2 separate regions of the Hordeum vulgare genome follow, and region 2 is linked to region 1. A link is a contact called in public Hi-C data. All regions are on one chromosome and are shown on one strand. Each heading gives the region's core, a stretch centred on a gene start, on an enhancer-like site or on the middle of the called end of the contact. The rest is flanking DNA. Distances are from core to core; before and after follow the strand shown. Region 1 holds the start of LOC123401878. Region 2 holds the start of LOC123401666 (probable bifunctional riboflavin biosynthesis protein RIBA 2, chloroplastic).

What was found. Hi-C and Micro-C count contacts between places; a contact is called where the count stands out from the background.
Region 2: a Hi-C map of seedling shows a contact between it and region 1, with 5 times the contacts expected there. The contact joins the promoter of LOC123401666 here to the promoter of LOC123401878 in region 1. A contact is called at or near these places in 2 of 6 Hi-C or Micro-C datasets (leaf and seedling) and 1 of 1 datasets of contacts at active chromatin or transcription factors (embryo).

Annotation. Positions count from the first base shown.
Region 1 is chr6H:310,670,757-310,677,320 of MorexV3_pseudomolecules_assembly, reverse strand. LOC123401878 reads left to right here and starts at 4,149. Exons shown (of 1, transcript XM_045095733.1): 1 at 4,149-5,196. The coding sequence starts at 4,511. The coding sequence ends at 4,906.
Region 2 is chr6H:311,061,175-311,067,738 of MorexV3_pseudomolecules_assembly, reverse strand. It overlaps LOC123401666 (probable bifunctional riboflavin biosynthesis protein RIBA 2, chloroplastic), which reads right to left and starts at 3,926. Exons shown (of 8, transcript XM_045095510.1): 1 at 3,733-3,926; 2 at 3,454-3,542; 3 at 2,663-3,059; 4 at 2,329-2,550; 5 at 1,500-1,822; 6 at 1,142-1,271; 7 at 735-1,031; 8 at 1-461. The coding sequence starts at 3,506. The coding sequence ends at 276.

The DNA of each region.
Region 1 (6,564 bases), core at 2,900-5,399:
TCTCCATCATAGTTTTTTTCTTTCAGTTTGCATAGTAACTTTTTCAAATCATCTCTATCATTGCAAGCAAGCAAGTCATTAGCTACCTCAACATCCATAACATAACCTTCAGGTACATAAGGTAATTCATATCTATTAGGAGGATGAGGTGTAATAGGTGATTCAAAATCTTCATCAGTTTGAGCATTTTCAAGTTTGCTAGATCTAGCAATATGAGCATCAAGTAATTCACATAGTGGCACAGTTTCAGTTTCAACATGTGTAGCAATAGTATCATGATTAACTTTAGAAGTAGCATCATCAAGTTCATGTGAACTATGAGGATGATCAACAGGGGGTGGTGTAACAAGCTAGTTCAAAACAATAGGTGAATCAAAAGCAGAGCTAGATGGCAGTTCCTTACCTCCTCTCGTGCGAGAGGGGATGATCTTAGTTTGATTATCTTTCAGATTCTTCATAATGGCAGTTGAATATCCTCAAGTCAACACAATAAATCAAGTTATGCTCCCCAACAACGACACCAGAAAAAGGTCTTGATAACCCACAAGTATAGGGGATTGCGACAGTCTTCACGGGTAGTATTTCACCCTAATTTATTGATTCGACACAAGGGGAGTCAAAGAATATTTATTGGTTGTAACACTTGAGTTGTCAATTCAACCGCAAATGGGATATCTTTGTGCAACAAGGATTTAGTAGCACAACAAATGATAGTTGCAACAGTAACAATGATACAAGCAATTTTGGTAACAGTAGTAACAGTAGCAATCGAGTAGCAAGCGTGATAGTAGCAGCAACAGTAGTAACTTAGCAATATTCAGTATATGTAAAACGTAGGCACGTGGACTGGTGATGGATAGTGATTTAGATGGCATTGATCATATAACAGTTACACACTAGGGCGACACAGAACTAGTTCCAATTCATCAATATAATGTAGGCATGTATTCCGTATATAGTCATACGTGCTTGCGATGAGAACTTGCATGACATCGTTTGTCCTACCCTCCCGTGGCAGCGGGGTCCTATTGCAAACTAAGGGATATTAAGGCCTCGTTTTAATAGAGATCCGGAACAAAGCATTAACACACGGTGAATACATGAACTCCTCAAACTACGGCAATCATTGGAAAGAATCCCAATTATTGTCTTCTTCGGGTATGGGGATCAAGACACGTAATAGGTAACTACAACTTGCAAGATAGGATCCAAATCACTCTAATATTCATGAAAACATAATAGGTTCAGATCTGAAATTATGCAACTCGGGGCCTAGTGACAAGCATTAAGCATATTAAAGTCATAGTAACATCAATCTTAGAACATATTGGATACTAGGGATCAAGCCCTATCAAACTTAACTCGATTACATGATCAATCTCATCTAATCCCACCACCGTCCAGCAAGCCTACAAAGGAATTACTCGCTCCCGGTGATGAGCATCATGGCGGTGTTGACGAAGAAGGGTTGGTGATGATGACGGTGATGAATCCCCCTCTCTGGAGCCCCAAACAGACTCTAGATCAGCCCTCCGGAGGAAGAACGGGAGGTGGCGGCGGCTCCATCTCGTGGAACGTGATGTAAAATTCTCTTTGATTTTTTTCTCCGAAGGTGTTATTTTATAGGACTGGAATTAGGATCAGATGAGCCACGTGAGCCCCATAAGCCATCCATAAATCCTTATAAATGTCGGAAAAAATTCACAAAGAGTATTGCCCGATTCCGAGAACTTCTATTGCTACACAAAAAATAACACCAAGGTAGTTCTGCTAAAAAACAACATCAGTCCGGGTTTGTTCCATTCAAATCATGCAAATCAGAGGTCAAAACCACAACAAAAGTGTTTGAAAAAGTAGATACAATGGAGACATATCAATGTTGGACAAGGAAGACATCATAATGGTTATGTTTGTTTCCATTCACATAGAAGTTATATTGTCATGGATCCTCTAACATGTGTTGCTTGCTTTAGATCCTTTGCTAGCCCCAAAATTCGCACTAAGTAGAGATACTACTTGTGCATCCATAACCCCGAAACCTAGTTTCTTGCCATGAGAATCCACCATACATACCTATGTATTGAATAAGATCCTTCAAGTAATTTGTGATCAATGCATAAACCAATAAAAATTACTCCTAAACATATATGATCTTTTATTGTAAGGGAAAATAAAAAGGCGTGTGACAACCTCTGCTTCCCTCTGCGAAGGGACTATCTTTTACTTTCATGTATTCACTTTTATCCAAGAGTCAAATAATGTTTATCACTATTTCTACCTATTAATTATCTAGTTGACAAACATCATGTGTTGGGAAAGGTCTATATCAGAATATATAAGGTAACACTGTTTTGATCATATATCAGAATAGTTATTCTGATCCCAATGGGCCCGTATATAGACGCGATGAGGTGTTTCTCGATCACCCGAAGTTCTCGAAAAAGAAAAAAACTTTACCTCGCTCCACGTCCACCTAAGAGCAACTCTAGCAGACCCCACATCCCGCCGGCCCGCAAAACGGGTTTGTAGTTCGCGCAAAACAGCTTTTGCGGGCTGGCTCAGGCTGGCACAGATGCAGACTCCCAAACGGATCCGTAAAAAAGTATATTCGTGGAGTATATTTTTTTTCGGCTCGGCTTTGCGGGGTCTGCTCTTTGCGCCGCTGCATCCCGCATATTATCAGCCCGCAACTATCAAATACAACATAATTCAACAATCGAAAACAAACTGAATTATTCGAATCAAACATAATACAATAATCATCTGCATTACAAATAATTATTCAAATAACCGTAGAAAACTTAAATAGTGCAATACAAAACTTGTCATGAATACAAATACAAATGAATACAAAAATAAGTCATTGTCCAGCCATTTGCCAATGGTGCTTAATGAGATCTTCCTGAAGTTGAAAGTGGGTGTCTGCATTTTCAATCTCCTTTGCCAATGGTGCTCAACGAGACTTGCCACAATACATTCCTTGCCAAGCCTTGGGGCAACTTTTCCAACTTCAATGCATACAATCAATGCTACCTAGCATGCCAGGCCAACCTTTCCTCTCATTAGATGCCATCAATTTATTTGTGTCATCTTCATTGGGTGCCCGAAGATACTCAGGACCGAAGACACGGATGATCACTTTCGCAAATCTACGCATAGAATCAATTGTGCTATCGTCACCAATGCGAAGATACTCATCGGCATAGTCAGCCGGAACGCCATATGCAATCACCCGCATAGCTGCGGAGATTTTTTGATATGCACTAAATCCCTTTAAGCCCGCGGCATTCCTTCTTTGAGTAAAATACCGGCAATTTGCCTCGCAAGCTTGAACAAGTTTCACAAAGAGGGATCGGCGTATTCGGTACCTTCTCCGGAAGAGGTGCGGAGGATATGTAGGATTCTCCGTGAAATAGTCTTGCATCAACATCTCGTTCCCAAGATGGCGATTCCGAGGAATGCACAAACGCCCGACAGTCGATCCTCGCCTCCTCTTCCGGTGCTCGTCTTCATGCTTCTTCACGACAAGCGCCATGAGTAATGCTTGTTGCCGAAAGTTCGCAAGCATGGTCTCAACATCCGAGTCGTCCGAATCGGACGAATCGGATAGTAAGAACTTCTCGCACGGGGCCAACTCCATCTTCTCGCACAGCTCGCAAAAATCACAAAAAATGAACTAACCGGTGGCGGGTGATCTCGGACGGCGACAAGGGGGTGCGCTCGACGATGGTCGATCCCCGGTGGCAGCGGCGGCAGGGGGGCTCTTCTCGCCGGATCCGGAGGGGCGGTGCAGCGGCTCGCCTACAGATATGGCCGGAATCGCCGGCGGCGGGCGGGCGGAAGCAAGGGCGGACGACGACGGAAGGAGGGGAAAAAGAGCGCGGGCTGAAATGTCCCTCCCGCCAATTGATTTTCTGTGATGCAGGGCACCGCAGCCGCAAGGGGGAAACCAGCGTTTTTCTGGATTGGTGTCGGGAATTTGCCGCGTCCCATAAAAATTTTTGCGGACCGGGACGAAATACGGGGTCTGGTTGAACAGGTTTTTCGGTCCGTACCCACATTTTGAGGGTTATTTTGCGGCTCGAGTATGCGGGATGGGCTAGATTTGCTCTAATCCACTCTCGGCGCTCACCTTATCCCGCATCCTGATCCTCCCCGAGCAACCTCCCGTCGCTGTCTCCCTGGCTTCGGCGGGCCTCCCGCCGCCGCCCCCTCGGCCCCTTCCCGCCGCCACCTACGCCGGCACCTAAGCACCTCCGCCGCCGACCATCCGTACCACGACGCGCCTCCGTCACCCCGGCTCCGACACACCTCCATCTGTCGTCGTTGCCCACCGGAAATCCGCGGCCGCCGCCACCGACAACCTCTTCCGCGGCCGCCCACCAGAAACACCAGGCACCTCCACATCCTACCGGATCCCACCGGATCCCACCGGCGAAGCTAGCCCCGACAAACTCCCGCGTTCCTCCTCTTGCCGCTGCCCTGGAGAGGACCCTCCCGAGCCTGCGTAATGGTGGAGCTCTCCTGTCCAAGTGGGTCTTATCCACGCATGCCCTTCTTCGTCACCCCGCTGGCCAGGATCCCCACCCCACGCTGTCCTGGCCGGCCACATCGACCTTCTCACGGGGGCCACCTTGACCTTCTCGAAGGAAGGTTCATCCATGGAGCGGCCGAGTCGTACCTGGCTCGCCACGCACCTCCGCCCTCTGTCACCAAATACACTGCCACCGCATGGAGCTTCCAGCACACCGCCTCGACCTACCTTTCCAGTGCCAAGCTTCCATTATGCGTCGTCGGCTACCACTCACGACAGTGTGGCTACTTCCCTCCCCGTTGTGATAGCAGCGAGCGGCCGCTCGTCCGTTCGTCTGCTCTTGGCTCGTTGTATTTGGAAAAGTTCAGATAAACTAACTGAACTCATGTGCTGCTTCGTCTAAAATACGATTTGTGCTACTGATTACTAAAAAGTTCAGCAAATGATTTCCCAACAATCAGAAGTTCAGGTCGCTATGTGTTGATAGTATGAGCCATTTTCAGATCAGGGATATGTTCAACAGTACTGAATTTTAGTCCAGGCTTTTGGGTTCTGCCCTTTCTGTGGCACCATTAATTTCCATATATATGTGGGCAAAAGTAGTATCTTCTTGCAAGTTCGGAAAGAATAAGAAATGGAGTTCAACGTGATCTAGGGGAAAATATATTTGAGTCCTAACAAAGTTCAGTGCAGTTTGAAAACAGAATGGTCGATAGGGAGGGCCTGTAAGCAACTGCCTTAACAGGCATGATAATTTGCATTGTACAAAAATACTTCTTGATTGTGCCACTGTAGAGTAGTTGCCACTGGATACCCATGGCCAATGGCGCTGGATAATTAGCGCTGAACGACTTGCAATCTAGAAGAAAGTTGCGCCCAGAGCCCGTGGAGATCTAGTATGTTGTGCACTTGGTCGTGATGTCTCCTGGAGCTTCAAATTTGTGACCCTGGTGCGTTTTCTTCTTTTTTTTGATGTGCATTTTGATGCATAATTTATCACTGGATGTCCATGGCGTGTGCACAGTATGTGTTTGTGCTAATTCCCGACAAGTTCCTTCATGTACTTCATGGTGATGGATAGAGAGGTCCACTATTCACTTATATAGAAGTTCAAATTTAAATTAAAACGGCTAAATGTTTATGAAAGCCACTTTAGTAACTCTTTATTAAAAGTGTATTAGCGTTGTACGTAGCACTGTAGCAGTAGCGGCATTTGTACGTGTGTGAAATGTGTACGGTAGTTGTGAATTGCATGCGGCCTCCTACACAATCAAATTGGTTCCCTGTACTTTTTTGGATGAATTTCGTGATGTAGTTGGCTTTGGAGTGCAGCAATGAGGTATGGATGCAGTTGGTGATGCAGCTATGGCTATTGTGTGTGATGCTGCTACTATGTCAACAAATAGAAGTTCAAATTTAAAAAGATAGTCCAGATTAGATATCCGGTTTTCCATGTTATTAAAAAGATAGAAGTTCACTACTTATTAAAAACGGATTTTCCATGTTTCCCCAATAAAAGGAATGGTCAGATATCTGGTTTCGTTTTTTTTCATTTTAAATGGCAAATTAAAAAATGTATCAAGAAAGCAAAAACAAAAGAAGGTCAAACTAAACTAACACAGAAGTACAATGTTTTAAACCTTTATGTTTCTAAAAAAATAGGAAGTTCAAAATAAAATAATGAACTTTAAAAAGTGGATTTTCCCTTTTCAAAAACAAAACCAAGAAGTTCAAATTAAAATAACACAAGGGTTTCATGTTCTTAAAAAAGATTTTTTCTTATATCTAGAAAGTAAAACCAAGAGTACAAAATTATCGGTATTTTTTCATTTCTACAAATAAATTAAAATTTAAAAAGAAAGTGGAGGAGGTCCAATGTTTATTACAAAACTAGGATATTTCAATGCTAAGAAAAATAAACCAAGAAGTTCAAATTACAAAAATAGAGAAGTTCGATATTTATAAAAAACTTAGATTTTCCTTATTACTAAAGAATAAAAATGAAGAAGTTCAAAAAATAAAGGAGTAGT
Region 2 (6,564 bases), core at 2,677-5,176, 390 kb before region 1:
TCATAATTGTACTCGATTGTGTATATTTACAATGATGTGTTTGTAAAAGCTGGGAATTACAAAGAAATTAAGGGACGGTTGGATAATTATAATTATTGGCCAAATATTTATATTTCCACCTATCATGGCCTAGAAAACAATTCACCTCGAACAAATGGATTGAAATAATCCCAGAAAACCAACTGTAGAAGAATATCACCAGTTACAAATGTAAATAGAAGCAAGTCCAGTTGGCCTAGTGCTTATAATCTGTTATGTTGCTTTGGGTCGGATGGTCAATTGGAGTATACATGCCCCATTTTCGTTCTTTTGGTCTCCAAGTATCTCCGATTCTCAGTGGTTATTGGAGTTACCAAGGGCACCCTACCCACAATGCTCAACCCATAACCCTTCAGACCAACATATTTGGCAGGATTGTTGGTCATCAACTTCATTGAACGGACTCCTAGGTCGCGTAATATCTACAGAGAATAAGCACAAACGTCATGACTCCTGGAATACATCAAGAGAATGCTATGTGACTTCTAGTATAATGGCAAGGATGCACCAGATAAGATTAGTAACAGCGAGTTCATGAAGAGGATGGATAAGCATGTCGGGCAAGCTCATCTAAGTAGATTTTTTTTTACAGTTGTGAATATTGTATGAAATACGATAATCAGTTCGGCATGCCCCTGGAACTCTTCCTATATAAAAACGTATATGATATACCAAAGGATAATATAGATTCTTACCTGTGCACCGATCCCATATTCCCTCGAGTCCACAGGCAGTCCTAGTTCCTCGTTAGCCTCCACAGTGTCACGTCCATCATCTTGTAAGTTATAAGCACGAAGCTTGTGACCCAGACCAATGCCCCTCCCTTCATGTCCACGAAGATAAACTAGTACACCCCTTCCAGCCTTCTCAATCCTCTCCATTGACATTGCAAGCTGGTCACCACAATCACATCTTGCTGATCCAAAAATGTCTCCTGTGAGGCACTCGGAATGGACCCTCACAAGAATATCTTGACCATCTCCAATCTCACCCTGTTGGTTGTTGAATAAGACAAGAATAAAATCAGGTTTTAGGAGGGAAATAAACCACCAGATCCAACAGTTACGTCCTACAGAAGCATTATAAGTCTTTAGTATCTTACTTTCACCATTGCGATATGCTCGATCCCATCAATAACAGATCTGTAGCAGTAAGCATGGACATTGCCCCATCTCAAAGGTAAGCGTGCAACAGATGCACGTTCAATTAGCCTGTCTCTTTTTCTCCTATATCTGTAAAAGAATTTCTGTGAGCGTGCCAACAAGTATTTCATAATAATCATAACAAGAACAAAGAGGACAATGAAAAAAATAGTATTTATATCCTATCAAAAATGCCAAATCGTTTGTTAAGTGTTATAGGAATTATTAGTAACCTATTGCCCTATATGGCAAGTAACAAAAACCCTCAAGGCCAATAAAGGAAGCATAAGGACTTGGTCAGGGCTGAGAGTTACTTACCTAATCAAATCAGCAATCGATACAATCTTCAAATTTTCCTTTTCAGCAAACACGCGCAGCTTGGGTAAGCGAGCCATGGATCCATCCTCATCCACAATCTCACAGAGTACTCCGACAGGAGGTAGCCCAGCCAGCACAGCAAGATCAACAGATGCTTCAGTGTGTCCAGCTCGTTTGAGAACACCCCCATCTCTGTACTTCAGAGGAAAAATATGGCCTGGCCGATTGAAATCTTCAGGCTTTGAGTGAGGAGATGCAAGAGTCATGACTGTCTTTGCCCTATCCTTTGCAGATACCCCAGTCGTTGTGCCTTCTTTAGCATCCTACACATCAAAGTAGATAAATTGTACCTTAATAGAAAATTTATATCACAAAGATGTTTGTTGGGAACAACTAACACCTAGTTTGATTTATTTTCCAGTATGAAATGACAAAATTAGTAAGCTATATGTGTTTCATCAGTTTAGAAAATTAATAAGATAAAAAACTGTTTTAGACTTTTGGTTAGAAGTTGCATATGATATAGATCAGACAGTATTTGGTCTATAAGACTCCAAGAAAAAGGAGGAGGATAACAGGGAAGGACAATTTTGCAACGACAGCACCGACACACCGAAAGGTGCCAAAAAGTTGAGCTCGTCAAACTGATCTGTGCTTGTACCACAGACCTCCATATCTGTGCATTTCTGCTTCTGAAGAGGAAAAGAAATGGTAGAGAGAACAAGCATGCCATATCCATACTTTTGACAAACAACAGAGAAATTGTTGCCCATATAACACCATAACTACATAATATAATGCTTCAATATGAATAACAATAGTAGCATACCACAGTAATGGTGAAAGCAGTGCATAGCTTCTCCTCATTCTCCTTTGTTGAAACCATCAAAGGAAGGTTCAATCTTTCCAGGTCATCTTCTTTCATGCTAACACATACAATTCCTGTGCTATGCCTTACTATGAAAGCCATAGCCTCTGGGGTAACCAAAGAAGCAGCCAATATAAGATCACCTTCATTTTCTCTTGATTCGTCATCAACGACAATCACAAGCTACAAGAGGCATCCAGTGTCAGGAAAATACCATGTAGCAGTAACAGAACTTGTTAGAAAGATCAACAATAACAAATAAGCCATCAAACAAAGAATTGCAAGGCATACTAACTTTTCCTTGTCGAATGTCCTCAATAGCCTCTGAAATAGATGAGAAGCCCTCGGTAGGGCTATCCAGATCAAGTTCAGCATCGTCTTCTTCATTTGACAGTGTGTCCACGACACATGACAGATCAGTAGATATGATTTCTGCTGCAACAACGGAATCCACAGGAATAACAGAGTTTGTGGTTGGATGGTCCTGGGCTCGCACAGAAGTGCTCTTTAGCAACAGCATGTCATCATTTTCCGAGCTACAATCAGCTGGAAATCCACTACTCTTTTTTAAGGATACTGCTACCTTCAAGCCCACCGACTTTATGTTGGCATTTCTCGAATTTGTGAGAAAAGAATAAGAGACTGATCCCTTTGCCTGCTTGGAAACGTCACTACCTCTCAAGAACTGCACCCTGCATTCGTACAAACAGGTGGAAAAAAACCCTGCAAATCAGTCTCACTCATTCAATCAATTAGGTTTAAAAGACAACTTCAAAAAGTTATGGTCATGCCTCTCTAGTTCAGTTCTAGAGCTGTGAAGGTTATTATTTTATTTTCATGTCTTGAAACGGGGCATTATTCTTGTCATCTTACAACAGAGTTACTTAACTGTTCATCACTTCTACACTAAAGAGACGCTGACAAAAAACCAGTAGAACATTGGTGGGAGCTATCGTTGAAACGTACTACAAAAAGCGTCGATTCCTATGTGCACAGTACCAACAAAGCAAAGCAAAGCAATCAAGAGGTGTGGCCAGCGCAAGACGAGCAGAGGGTGGTAAGGGGCTGCGTAGGCGGAGAGCTTACGGTTGGCGGCGAAGTGCTGCGACGGAGGAAGACGGCGGCGCAATCGAAGCCATGCCGATGCTCCCCTCCAACACAAGGACTCAATCAATCTGCTAATCAACCACGGAGAGCGCCAAATCAGCGACCGTACGTCAACATCTAGAACCAAAATATTCAAATTCCGGTCTAAAAGACGCGCGAGATCTGAAAACGACAAATCAGCGATTCTTCGCGCTTCGATCTCGAGCCCTGCAGCCTCCAAGGTGCTGGAACGAAATCAGGGGCGGTGATGGCTCTTACCCGTTGGAGGCTTATCGGCCGAGGTCTCCGACGGCGGCGAACAGGTAGTAGGAGGAGGGAAAAGAGAGCTTCGATTCGATTTCCTTCTCGGTATTCGATTTGAGTTTCTGGTCGTGGTTGGGTGAGTTGATTAGGGATGGGGTTGGTGTGGGTAGAGAGAGACTGGGGAAGAGGGGAGAGACAGGGTGCGTGATTTATAACGTGCAGGTGCAGCCACCAACGCGGCAGGTTCGCATTAGCCGCCTCGAGCCTTGGGCGGGTTGGCTGGAGCCGATCCTCTGTGACGTGAGAGGTGACTTCGCCTTCGCTATCGGCACTGAAAGTAGATACTCCGTCCGTTCCTAAATATAAGGTCATGTTTGGTTTCAAATAAGTCATCAACTTATAAATTAAAAAATGTAAAAAGTGAATTATTTTGCCAAACAGACCCAACTTATAAGTCACCCCAACTTATAAGCCATAAGACCCTGTTTGGTTCCAATAAGTTACGTGACTTAAAACCAGTGACTTATAAGTCACGCCTGTTTGGTTGTCACTTGACTTATAAGTCACCTGACCACACCTTTCCATCCTGTTTTTTCTGCCATTCTTCGCTTCCAGTCGTGGCCACCACATGCTTGCCGCTGCGTCGACGGGGAGGGGCCTCCTGGGACTGCAGAACGCCGACAGGGCAGGAAACGCCGCCGCCTCGGGCCTCTAGTCGCCGCGCCCAGGCATCCAGTCGCCGCGCCCAGGGCTCCAGTCGCCGCGCCCAGGCCTCCAGTCGCCGGGCGGCGAAGCTCCTACCGGCCATGGTGGAGACCGGGCGGCGAGCGGAGGAGGCGAGCGGATCCAGGCGGAGGCGAGCGGATCCGGGCGGCGGCGTGCTGGATCGGAAGGATTCCGGCGGGGGCGAGCTCGCGATGGAGGGCGGCGGCGGCGAGACCTGGGGTGCGCGGTGGGGAGGGATGGGGTGCGCGGTGGGCGAGTCCTGGGGTGCGTGGTGAGCTCGGGATGGGACCTGATGCTGAAAAAGTGGTGGGACCCACCTAAAAGTGGGTGACTTATAAGTTTTAAGTTCGGGTGGAGCAACTTATGACTTATAAGTTGGGGTGACTTATAAGTTGGGCCTGTTTGGCAAAATAAGTCACTTTTTGCACTTTTTAACTTATAAGTTGGTGACTTATTTGGAACCAAACAGGGCCTAAGTTGCTCCACCCCAACTTAAAACTTATAAGTCACCCACTTTTACATGGAAAGATGACTTATAGGTCAGATGACAACCAAACATGCGTGACTTATAAGTCACTGGTTATAAGTCACCTGACTTATTGAAACCAAACAGGGCCTAAGTCTTTCCAGGAATTTCCCTAATGGACCACATACGGATGTATATAGACATACTTTAGAGTATAGATTCACTCATTTTGCTTCGTATGTAGACACCTAATGAAATATCTTAAGAGACTTATATTTAGGTACGAAGGGAGTAGGTAACAATATTAAATGTCATCTAAAAATAATATAATATGACAACTAATTAATGGAAAAAAAACTTAGCTAGTTACTCATATTATGAGGCTGGTTATAATAAGAGTGTCATGAGCAGTATCATGCATGTTTACTATTTTTATTTGATGATGTGGCACACCATTGAATGAGGAAAGAAAGGATGTGGTATCATATTATGGCTACTCATAATGAGGAATATCATATACTAGTATCATATTATGATACTATCTTCATAATGCATAGTATCATAAACTAGTACTCCCTCCGTCACGGTTTAGAAGGCACGCTTGCAAAATCTCTGGAACCGAGGTAGTCATCGATTGGTTGTGAGATGTAGCAGGTGTAAATGTTAATGCGCCTAATCAACTGAAAAAATACTAGTACTATTGTGTGATCAGCAAATTGGAAGGGCGCATGCATGAGTAGTACTAGTACTAATTAATAGGAGTAATTGCTTTCGTGCCTTAAACCTTGTCTATTATGGAAACGCACGCAAGTTTAATTGTGCCTTCTAAACCGTGACGGGGGAGTAGCATAGATGGTCTCATTTATTGACATGTATAACACAAGTAGCATATCATTTAACATGGTACGATATCTACTTATGTTACTCTAACTCTCTCTTTCTTCTTTAATTATGTGTCACGTCATCATGTTTGCTAGTCCCAAGGTTATGATACTAGCTACTACCTCCGTCACGCTTTAGAAGGTACGGTTAAATTTACGTGCATTTCCAAAATAGACAAGTGATAACCCACAAGTATAGGGGACCGCAACAGTTTTTGAGGGTAGAGTATTCAACCCAAATTTATTGATTCGACTCAAGGGGAAGCCAAAGAATATTCTCAAGTATTAGCAGTTGAGTTGTCAATTCAACCACACCTGAAAGATTTAGTATATGCAGCAAAGTATCAGTAGCAAGGTAGTATGATAGCAACAGTAGCACCAATAACCAGTAGCAGCAAAGTGACAGCAGTAGCAACAAAGTGACAATAGTAGCAGCAAAGTAACGTAGCAAGGACCAGTAGGAAAAGACTCGTAGGCATTGGATCGGTGATGGATGATTATGCAGGATGCTATTCATCATGCAACAATTATAACACGGGGAGATAAGTAACTAGCTCCAGTTCGTCAATCTAATGTAGGCATGTATTCCGTATGTAGTCATACGTGCTTAGGGAAAAGAACTTGCATGACATCTATTGTCCATCCCTCCCGTGGCAGTGGGGTCCTAATGGAAACTACGGGATATTAAGGTTCTCCTTTTAATAAAGAACCGGACCAACGCATTAACACTTGGTGAATAGATGAACTCCTCATACTATGGTCATCTCCGGGAGT